Linked DNA regions of Sus scrofa: region 1 is linked to region 2. A link is a contact called in public HiChIP or PLAC-seq data. All regions are on one chromosome and are shown on one strand. The core of a region is the stretch at or near the end of the contact, and the rest is flanking DNA. Distances in the headings are between cores, read along the strand shown. Region 1 holds the start of GPR160 (probable G-protein coupled receptor 160). Region 2 holds the start of LRRC31 (leucine-rich repeat-containing protein 31).

Evidence for each region. HiChIP or PLAC-seq counts read pairs in DNA pulled down with a chosen protein or histone mark.
Region 1: a contact with region 2 is called in an H3K27ac HiChIP or PLAC-seq map of alveolar macrophages. The contact joins the promoter of GPR160 here to the promoter of LRRC31 in region 2. A contact is called at or near these places in 2 of 5 promoter capture datasets (fetal liver and liver), 4 of 47 Hi-C or Micro-C datasets (embryonic fibroblasts, fetal liver, fetal skeletal muscle and 1 more) and 1 of 2 datasets of contacts at active chromatin or transcription factors (alveolar macrophages).

Annotation. Positions count from the first base shown.
Region 1 is chr13:108,743,947-108,749,239 of Sscrofa11.1, forward strand. It overlaps GPR160 (probable G-protein coupled receptor 160), which reads left to right and starts at 2,369. Exons shown (of 4, transcript XM_021069792.1): 1 at 2,369-2,509; 2 at 5,099-5,214.
Region 2 is chr13:108,548,234-108,553,686 of Sscrofa11.1, forward strand. It overlaps LRRC31 (leucine-rich repeat-containing protein 31), which reads right to left and starts at 2,059. Exons shown (of 9, transcript XM_021069772.1): 1 at 1,904-2,059. The coding sequence starts at 1,915.

The sequences.
Region 1 (5,293 bases), core at 1,119-3,618, 200 kb after region 2:
AATATTTAAACAAGATGCCTGGCCCATGTTAATCTTTCCATAAATGTTAACATTAGAAACAAAAACAAGTTGGAGTTCCCTGGTGGTTCAGGAGGTTAAGGATTCAGTATTGTCACTGCTGTGGCTCAGGTCACTGCTGTGGCGCAGGTTCAGTCCCTGGCCAGGGAACTTCCACATGCCACAGGAATGACCAAAAATAAACAAACAAAACCCACCAAACTTCTAGCCTGGAAAAGTAAAGAGTACTTGGGAGTTCCTGATGTGGCTCATCAGTAATGAACCTGACTAGTATCCATGAGGATGTGGGTTCAATCCCTGGCCTCGCCCAGTGGATTAAGGATCCAGTGTTGCCATGAGCCACGGTATAGTTCACAGATGTGGTTCAGGTTTGGCGTTGCTGTGGCTGTGGCTGTAGCTGGCAGTTGCAATTTTGATTCTACTCCTAGCTTGGGAACTTCTATATGCCATGGGTTGGGCCCTAAAATGCAAAAAAAAAAAAAAAGGAAAGAGTACTTTACAGATTTGAGAAAGGTGAAGGATTAAGCCAAGTGTTATTTGAAAGAAGAGAGTTCCAAAAAGAGACAGCAAGTATAAAGTCCTTGAGGCAAAAGCCTACCTGGCATATTAAAACAAACAACAAACAAGATTCCTAAAGAATCTAGCTAGGATGGAGCAGAGTGTGGAACATGGAAGGAGATGGTTCAGGTAGTAATGGCAATAGGGGCTGACAGTGTGGCTCTACAGGCTGTTGTAATAACTTAGGCATTACTCTGAATGCAAAGGAAGCTACTGGAAGGTTTCCACCAAAGAGGGACAATATCTAATCTGCATTCTAAAATCACTGTTCTAGCTGCTGTGGTGTGAATGGGTTGAAGTAGGACAAGGACAAAAACAGGAAGCCATTCGGGAGGTGATTCCAATAATTCAGTCAAGAGATGGATGGAGGCTTACAGTGGAGGAAGCAATGAAGAGGGGAGGAAGCAATGAAGAGGGGAGATGTGGTTACATCACACAAATGGGCAAAAGTGTGGGCAAAGTGTGGGCAAAAGATGTTCAAGGAAATGCTGTTCATAATTGAGATAAACTAGAGTTACCTAACTGTTCATTCACAGAATTATGATACATCTTTTTTTAACTTATAAACTTCTATAGTGATTAAAAGAATATATTTTTTTTAATTAAAAGCCTAATTAAATAGCACTGATTTTTTTAATATTATTCAATTCAGCGTAGAGGGACATGGTGTAGATTCAACAAAAGCAAGTTTTTGGACCACTAAAATATCTTGTTTGGTAACTAAAAATACAAATCTAGAAGCAATGAAATTAGTTTCTTTTTTCTTTCTTTTTTTTTTTTTTTTTTTTTTTTTGCTTTTTTAGGGTGCCATCTGTGGCATATGGATGTTCCCAGGCTAGGGGTTCAATTGGACCTGTAGCTACTGGCCTACACCACACCCACAGCCATGCCACATCCAAACCATGTCTGTGACCTACACCACAGCTCATGGCAATGCTGGATCCTTAACCCACTGAGCGAGGCCAGGGATCAAACCTGTGTCCTCCTGGATCCTAGTCAGATTCGTTTCTGCTGTGCCATGAGGGGAACTCCTAGAGTTTCTTATTTTAAAAAATGTTGAACAGAAATATGCCCATGTAACTGCTAAACTGGTGAAGAGTAATTCATGACTGGTCACTACAAAGCATGTGCTTCTATTCATTTCCTTTTAAATTTTTTAGGTAGAGCATATATGGTTTATGAAATGAGGAAACAAGATGTTAGGCCAAGGCTGGTTTTTACTGAAACTTTTAATATTGATTTTTGCTGTTACAAAGCATGTAAGATCTGAACAGACCAAAGAAATATTTAACGGGTGAAACTGGTAAGTGGGTATGTGATTCTGAATCTGAATATTAGCCAGTCATCCATTTGGTGGAGGCTAAAAACTGATCATTTATTAATCACTCACCATATGCCAGGAAGCACTGTGCCTTGTATTTTTATGACAATTTCTAATTTTACAACATGTAATCTAATTTCACAAAATTGCTCAAGGTCATGAGCTAAATAAATGAAAGCGCTGAAACTCTACTCAGGTGGTCTCATGCCAAATCCCACCCTCTTTCTGTTATCACACTGTATTAGCTACATTTGATTTTTGAGGCTTTTCTTTGCCAATCCATTAGGATTGAGTTCAATTGCTTGTAACAAACCTTAACTGAGAGCGCTTTAAACAAGTAAAGGGATTATTTTTCTCATGTAATAAATCTGGAGCTGGCAGTCTGCAGTACCTGCTGCTTCTCCTTTTCTCTTGTGTTTTGCCCTGTGGTCATAAAACAGTAGCTCCCCCTCCAAGCTCACAGCAACCTCAAGCCAAAATAAAACAAGGAGAAAGGCAGAGCTGTCTGCATCAGGAAAATGGAAGCCTTTCCAGTACTCTCTAGGCAACTTCCTCTTTCACCTCTCTGACCAGAATCGAGTCATGTGAATGCCCGCAAGGACTTCTGGAAAGGTGAGCATTTTCGCTTCGCACGTTGCCTCCTTGAACAAAATCTGGTTTCTCTTAGAAAGGAAGAAAGGGGAATGGATGTTGAGAAGGCAATGAGCAGTGTCTGCCCCATGAAGAACAGCTGACACATCAAGGATGTTGGGAGAGAAACAGCTGCCTCAGAAGTACTACTGGATCAAATGGAGTCTAGGGGCTCTGGGCACCACTGTTGATGTATTTTGAGAAGCAGGGAAATGTAGTCTTTGTTCTAAGCAGCTCTGGCTTCAGCTTCAGTACTATTATTATGGAAGAAGGAGAGAGTGGGTGTTGGGGAACAAGAAAAAGTTCTGCCACAGTCCCTTCACCAGGCCCTGAAACCAAGTTCCCCTTGGGAGTCTGGTTTGCATGGTCATGTGCTCTAGAACCTGTTCTAGACTGGAGGGGTCTGAGGGCAGTTGTTGACACAGGAGCTTTGGGATGGAGAAAGAGCAGTGGGCACCTGGGGGTACTTGGGATGATGAGAACATGTGAAGGCAATTCAGCTTCAGGACTGGCCTGGAAGGTCATTAAGAGTGCAGGCTAGCTCCTCAGAGTGAGCTCCTTCCAGCCCTGTCATTAAAAAGGCACTTCACTTCCCTACTTCTCACTTTCTCCTCTTTAAAGGGGAGTAATAACCTCCACGTAGTTGGAAGTGATGCGAGTCCAGCTCCAGTTTTATACTCTACATTCCATAGATGGCAGCTGTTGTTTTTTATAGAAGCCTGGGCTGTCTCCCACACCCACTGCTCTAACTCTATTCACCTCTTCTACTTCTCAGCTGCACTGACTCACTTGCTATTGGCTCTATCAGAACATGCACTCTCTACCCAGCTTTCGGCTTCTGGCTTTGCTCATGGTGGAATCCTGGCTGAAACATTTCACAACCTGTAGTGAATCCTGTAGTCCTTTAGAATTTAGCATGCTTTTCCCCTTCTCCAGAAATTCCTCTCTGTCCTACCCAGGTTGGGTCAGGCCGCCCCTCGGGCCCCCTAGCAAGCCACGCTTAACTTTAATCATGGTTCAGTTCTTACTGCACCCTTGGGCGGGCTTTCGCAAGGTGCCTTGCAAAACCGGTAAAGGCTTTCTGAGAGGTTAAGAAAGGCCCAGGCCACTCCCCTTGTTGAAGGCTATTCATGAAAGGGAGGAGGAGGAAATTGCGCCATATTTTATACATTTGAAAGATTGGCAAATCGTAGGTGCTCCACAAATATTTCTTTGATAAATTTAACAAATTGGTACTGCTGACGCAAAAAGGTCAATTCAATGTAAGTGTGCTATTTGCAAATATGCTATTTGTAGATTTTTAATATGTGAATTCATAGTGTACAATTGTTTAGTGGCATGCACATAGCAGTTTCTGGCACCCCGTGTATACTCTCATCCAGAGACAACTGCTAGTGGCCCCATGCCCACCCTGCTGGGAAGATGGGGGTTCCTTGGGCAGGTGTGTGTGGGGGGGTGTCTGAAGGCCCAGCACGTGGAAGGGGGTCTCACTAAGAGACGGCAGCTTCCATCCTACACCCTCAGGGCATCCCTTGGGCCAGCCTCGACCCAACCCCTCTCCCGCGGGTACAGTGAGGGCCTCAGTCGCCTCTCGCCGCCCCGCCCGCAGGCGGCGCCCTCCGGCCCATCTACCGCTGGGGTCGCGATGGGGCATGTGTGCTCAAAGGTCTGCGTCCGCACTTCCTGGTAGCCTAGAGCAGAGCAGCTGCGGGGTTCCCGGGCTGTGCTCGTCGCCCACGCCCGTCCCTGGTCACCTGGGGCCGGGCGCAGCAGGTGTCGGAGCAGCGACCTCCTTGTGTCTGCTCCGGTGCGCAGCGCTGGGGAAGCGGAGCGCGAGCCGGGAGCCGCCGCGCCTCCGGTGAGTTGCGGGGACCTGCGCCCGGCGCTTCGTAGCTGCTTCCCCGGCTCCAGGAGGAAGACGGCACCCCGCGGCTTTCAGCTTCCTCGGCCGGCGCTCTGCGCTTGGGAGAGGGAGCGTGATTTCGCTCCAAGGGATTCAGAGGCTGGGGTTCTCTTCTAAAGAGACCCGGGAGTGGGTGGGTGCCCTTGGCTTTCAAGCCGAGGACGCCCGAGCCTGACCGCTCAGATTGGGGATTGTCGTAGTTTTCTCCTGGGGTCTGTCCTGGATTTGGGGTCCTGGGGTGGGGTGGGGGGATGAAACTTGGTGGCCTGGGTTGGGAGTATACTCACACCCAGGCACTCGCACCCTCTTTCCAGAGGAGATACCTGGTATACATTATAAAACAGGTGATGTTATAGAAATAGTGTATATAACTTTCTTTCCTAGCACACAGAAGTGAGCGTAGAGCCACAGACACACGCTTGGTTACTCGTTGGGTCGGACTTTACGTCCCCTCCCCTGGCCCTTGGGCGTTGGGGCCGGCGCGCGCCAGGCTCCAGGATTAAGCCCAAGGGCTTTTCAGGGCTGTTAGTTCTCAGAGACCTTGGCGTTTTGGTTGGTTTCTCAGAGACCAGCCTGGATGGCCTAAAATTCTCTCTAAATAAAATAACCTGGGACCACCCTCCGGAATTTTTCGGCTCAGTGAAGATCCTTTTCTCTCACCTGGGCAGGTGGCCTCGAGAAGTGGCAGCATTCTGGAGGCAACCACGAGGAGGACCCAGCCTGCAGAGGAAGTTTCAGCGGGGAGGAGACACTTACTTCACCCCAGCTTGTGCAAATGACTTGGGTAAGGGGGTCGACTCTGTTGCTCAAACCCCAGAAATAAACCCACACTGATCAGACCTGCAAACGACACTTGAGTGAGT
Region 2 (5,453 bases), core at 809-3,308:
GGGAGAACATTTCTCTAAATAATAAAGAAATTACAGCAGTCAGAAATGTACCAGTGTCTAAGGGGATTGGCCTCAGTTTCTTGTCACTGGGTTGGAAATCAGTTATTTTAAGGTCATTTTTCTTTCAGTTTTGGGGGACCTGAGTTTGAGGTTTGAGCCTCTGATGAATTTCTTGAAAAATGAAGTCTGGGGTTTAATTTCTCCTCCTAGGAACTTTTCTTCCCTATTTGACTCATAGTCAAGTTGAAAGGGGTCTTTCTCAATGACATCTTCCTGTGGGTTTGTTTTCTAGGATTTCAGAGAAGATAAAACTCTGTCAAGCCTGAGTAGATCCTAACTCACCTACAAGAATTTTTATTCCCCTCCTCAGTTTTTATTGCTGGTAATGTTTAACATAAAAATAAGGATGATGTAACCCAGGATCCGGGAACAGATGGTAGCAGATATAAATCCGAAGCAAATTTGAGTTTTAAACTTTGCCCTATTTTATTGTATGAGATAGTTTATTAAACACCACTTTGGCAAGGGCATTAAATATGTCAATACCTTTTAAATTTCATCAGTCAATTAGCATTACCTTCTAAGAGAGATAGTTTAAGAGCCTTGGCATACTACTAAGCTGTCTGGGTCCTTTACAAAACTGTCACTCAAAGGAGTTTGCCTCTAGTGATCCCAGCCTCATCTCTTTGCAGTCCTTTTCTTTTTCTCTTGGCATTTTCACCTTCTCTACTCTAGCCCTGCACCCCAACCCCATGAAAAACACATTGGCAGTAAAGAATTAATTCACTCCATAAACAAAATTTACTGTGGGCCAGATACTGTTCTCGAAACAAGAGAGTCAATGATGAACAAGACACAGCTCATGACTTTGCAGTCTTAACCTGGTGGAAAGTTGGCCCTGTATACTAGTGATGACACTGGGTCAAAGGCCACCAGGGAGGAAAGACCTACTTAGTTAAGGAGCCTCAGCTGGACTAAGCCTGGCTTGGAGCACAGCCTTTGAGCAGCGAGTGACCTTGCATGTGTATTAGAGAATTGAGACAGCTAAAAAGAGAGGAGAGAGGAAAGTGTCCCAGGCAGAAAAAAACAGGCTCAAAAGGTTCCAGGCATGAAGGCCTAAAAGAGCCTGGGGTTGCCTCAAGAAGTGAATTATGGTTTGTCTGGAGCAAAGATGTATGAGGTTAGAGGTAGGTGAGTTGAGATCCAAGATTCATAAGGTTCAAGCTGTTATCTTTCTCAGGGTTTGCTTACATTTTACGGAGCGTTTAAGACTTAAACTAAAGGGATAAACTGTAAATGAAATTTTAGCTTCTGTTAATCCAATTTAGATTCCTTCTTTAGGCCAGAGCTGAATAGATATTCTTGAAATTATTATGTTCTTTTCTTCCTCCCTATAAAATAGGTCTTTCTGTACTACCATGTTCTAGAAGGGTTCAAGAAATACTTTGTACACAGGGGATCCTCAAAATAACCCTGCAGAGCCCACCTTCACGCTTGGGTGATGGAATGTTCGGTATACCTGGAGTATCATTTTAGAAGTCACAACTGGGCATCCTTTTCTTTCTTTCTTTCTTTCTTTCTTTCTTTCTTTCTTTCTTTCTTTCTTTCTTTCTTTCTTTCTTTCTTTCCTTCCTTCCTTCCTTCCTTCCTTCTTTCTTTTCTTTTCAAACTAGAGCAGGATCTGGTCCAGATTTACATAGGAACAGACAGCAATGAAAACAGACAGTTGTCCCAGCCACAGCCCCTCAGCTGACCAAGCCTCAGTAGGTTAGGTGGGAAAGGGAGAATTTTGGTTTGTGAATCCAGCCACAACCTGCAGCCCTGGCTGTGCCATCCTGATTCCACCATCACCCCAGGGGCCCTTTTCCTTCCACTAGTCCTCTAGCCCCCACCCAAGACTTACCTCCATGGTCATTTTCACTCATTTTACCTTTTGGAGATTTATGCACAACTGTTCTCTGGAGAGCCATCCCAGGAAATGGTTTCATTTTTCCCCCTCCTTAACTGCTGTGACTCCAACTTCCAAGTCATAAGAAAACATGGCTGGATGATGTTCCAGGATGTGGTAATTTACGCAATGAAACCCCACCCAGCTAGCAAGGCCCTGCCAGGTTTTCTGTGCAGACACATCCACTGCAGAGCAGAAGGGCCTGGGAGTGGGTGGGGCGGGGGGGAGGTAAGAAACCATGCAGGACTCAAGAGAACAGAAGAGGAAATGAAACACGGTAGGGAGTGAGAAAGGCAGAAAGGAGGTCAAGGCAGGAGAAGGAAGCAACTGAGAGCCTGACAGGGAATCAAATGGAGGAACATGAGGAAGGCAGCCTTGGGAGAGAAGGGGAAGGAACTGCATCCTTTTTTTTTTTTTTTTTTTAATTTTTACCTTTTATTATTATTTTTTTCTACAGTACAGCATGATGACCCAGTTACACATACATGTATACATTCTTTTTTCTCACATTATCATGCTCCATCATAAGTGACCAAACAGAAGTTCCCATCGTGGCTCAGTGGTTAACGAATCTGACTAGGAACCATGAGGTTGTGGGTTCGATCCCTGGCCTTGCTCAGTGGGTTAAGGATCCGGTGTTGCCATGAGCTGTGGTGTAGGTTGCAGATGCAGCTCGGATCCTGTGTTTCTGTGGCTCTGGTGTAGGCCGGCGGCTGCAGCTCCCATTGGACCCCTAGCCTGGGATCCTCCATGTGCCGCAGGAGTGGCCCAAGAAATCGCAAAAAGACCAAAAAAAAAAAAGTGACCAAACTTAGTTCCCAGTGCTACACAGCAGGATCTCATTGTTAATCTATTCCAAAGGCAATAGTCTGCATCAATCATCCCCAAGCTCCCAATCCATCCCACTCCCTCCCCCTCCCCCTTGGCAACCACAAATCTATTCTCTAAGTCCATGAGTTTCTTAATACTACAGTGGTCCAAGCAACAGGTTACCAGGCTCACACTTAGAAAAACAATCATTTTTTTCAGAGCATGTTTGAGAAATTCCTCTTTATATACAAACTTGAACAAGTACTCAGGCTTCCCACACCAACTCAAGATTTCAGACCAGCTTTCTCTTGTATCTGCATTAGGTTTTACTTTGTGAAGGTAAACCCTGGAAACTGAATTTGAGGATATTTCCAGATCACAACATAGCAACCAGACGACAGCGGCTGAAAACAGGTTTGCCTCTTTTCCTAGAATCAGAGGCATTCACTTAAGAGCCCTTTGGAAAAGCTAATGGCTGGCATTTACTTGAGTATTTACTGTCAATATTTACTGTATTATCAGTAAGTAAGTTCATTTGCCATGAAACCCTAAGGGTAATATATGCTTGACAAATTATTTCTCAGGCAGTTAAGTGATTTTTATTTATTTTTGCAAAAGCGAGGAATCCATTTTTTTTCCCTTTTCCATACTTAGGTTTGGGCTTAACATATATTTAAAATTTCTGAGGAATGCTTTCAATGGCATTTTTGATTCAGTGTTTCAGAGTGAATCATGTTTTAGGTGTTGCTTGTTAAAGGGCAAGGCATTATTCTTTCTCCACAAAAGTCACTTCATTAAAAAGCATGATACGTGCTACAACATAAATGAAACGAGAACATAAGAGAAAAAAAGCCCGTCACAAAAAGGCAAATACTGTATGATTCCACTTACAGTATCAGGTGTATATATAGGAGTCAAATTCATGGAATTAGAGAGTAGAACTGCGGCTGCCAGGGCTTGAGGGAGGGGGAAGCAGGGAGTTTTGTAAGAGTGTAGTTTTGAAAGATGAAAAAGTTCTGGAGATTCATTGCAAAACAATGTGAATACATTTAACACTACTGAACTGCACACTTAGAAATGGTTAAGATGGTAAATTTTATTTTAATTAATTAATTAATTAATTTTTGTCTTTTTGCAATTTATTGGGCAGATCCTGCAGCATATGGAGGTTCCCAGGCTAGGGGTCGAATTGGAGCTGTAGCCACTGGCCTACACCAGAGCCACAGCAACGCGGGATCCGAGCCACGTCTGCAACCTACACCACAGCTCATGGCAACACCGGATCCTTAACACACTGAGCAAGGCCAGGGATCGAACCCGCAACCTCATGGTTCCTTGTCGGATTCGTTAACCACTGCGCCGCGACAGGAACTCCAAATTTTATTTTATTTTTTACCACAAATATTATGTGTGTGTATACAATATTTTTAAATGTTCAGAAGGCTAAGACTCTAAATGTAAAGAATTTTAGGAATACATCATCCAACGTTTACTTTTATTTTTCTTTTTATATATGTACAAGTATGGATTTAAAAATCCATACCTAAATGTCTAAATGGGTTTTAATACATATAAAGTAAAAATCCTAGGTAATTTTTTTTTAATGTGGATTCCATTTATTATTTACTATTCTTTAAACACATTTTTTATTGAGGCACAGCTGATTTACAGAGTAAGCTTGAGAAGTACGACATTGTGATTCACAATTTTTAAAGGTTATGCTCCATTTATAGTTATTATAAAATGTTGGCTATAATCCCTGTGTATTATTTATTTATTTAATTACTCAATGAATTTATTACATTTATAGTTGTACAATGATCATCACAATCCAATTTTATAGGTTTTCTGTCCCACACCCCCAGCACATGCCCCCACCCCCTGAACTGTCTCCTTTGGAAACCATAATTTTTTCAATGTCTGTGAGTTAGAATCTGTTCTGCAAAGAAGTTCAGTCTGTCCTTTTTTCAGATTCCACATGTCAGTGAAAGCATTTGATGTTGGTGTCTCATTGTATGGATGACTTCACTGAGCATAATTTCTAGGTTCATCCATGTTGCTAAAAATGCCACTATTTCATTCCATTTAATGGCTGAGTAATATTCCATTGTGTATATGTACCACCTCTTCTTGATCCACTCCTCTATCAATGGACATTTAGGTTGTTTCCATGTCTTGGCTATTGAAAATAGTGCTGCAGTGAACATTGGAGTCCACGTGTCTTTGCGAGTCATGGTTTTCTCTGAATAGTTGCCCAGGAGTGGAATTGCTGGATCAAATGGTAGTTCTATGTTTAGTTTTCTGAGGCATCTCCATACTGCTTTCCACAGTGGTTGCACCAATTTACAATCCCACCAACAGTGTACTAGGGTTCCTTTTCCTCCACACCCTCTCCAGCACTTACTATTTGTAGACTTTTTGATGCTGGCCATTCTGGCTGGTGTAAGGTGGTACCTCATCCTTGTTTTGATTTGCATTTCTCTAATTATAAGTGATGCTGAACATCTTTTCATGTGTTTTTTGGCCATCCATTTCTTCTTTGGAGAATTGTCTGTTTAGATCTCCTGCCCATTTTTGGATGGGGGATGTTTATTTTTTGGTATGGAGCTGCAGAAGGTGTGTATAAATTTTGGAGATTAATCCCTTGTCAGTCGATTCACTTGCAAAGATTTTCTCCCATTCTGTGGGTTGTCTT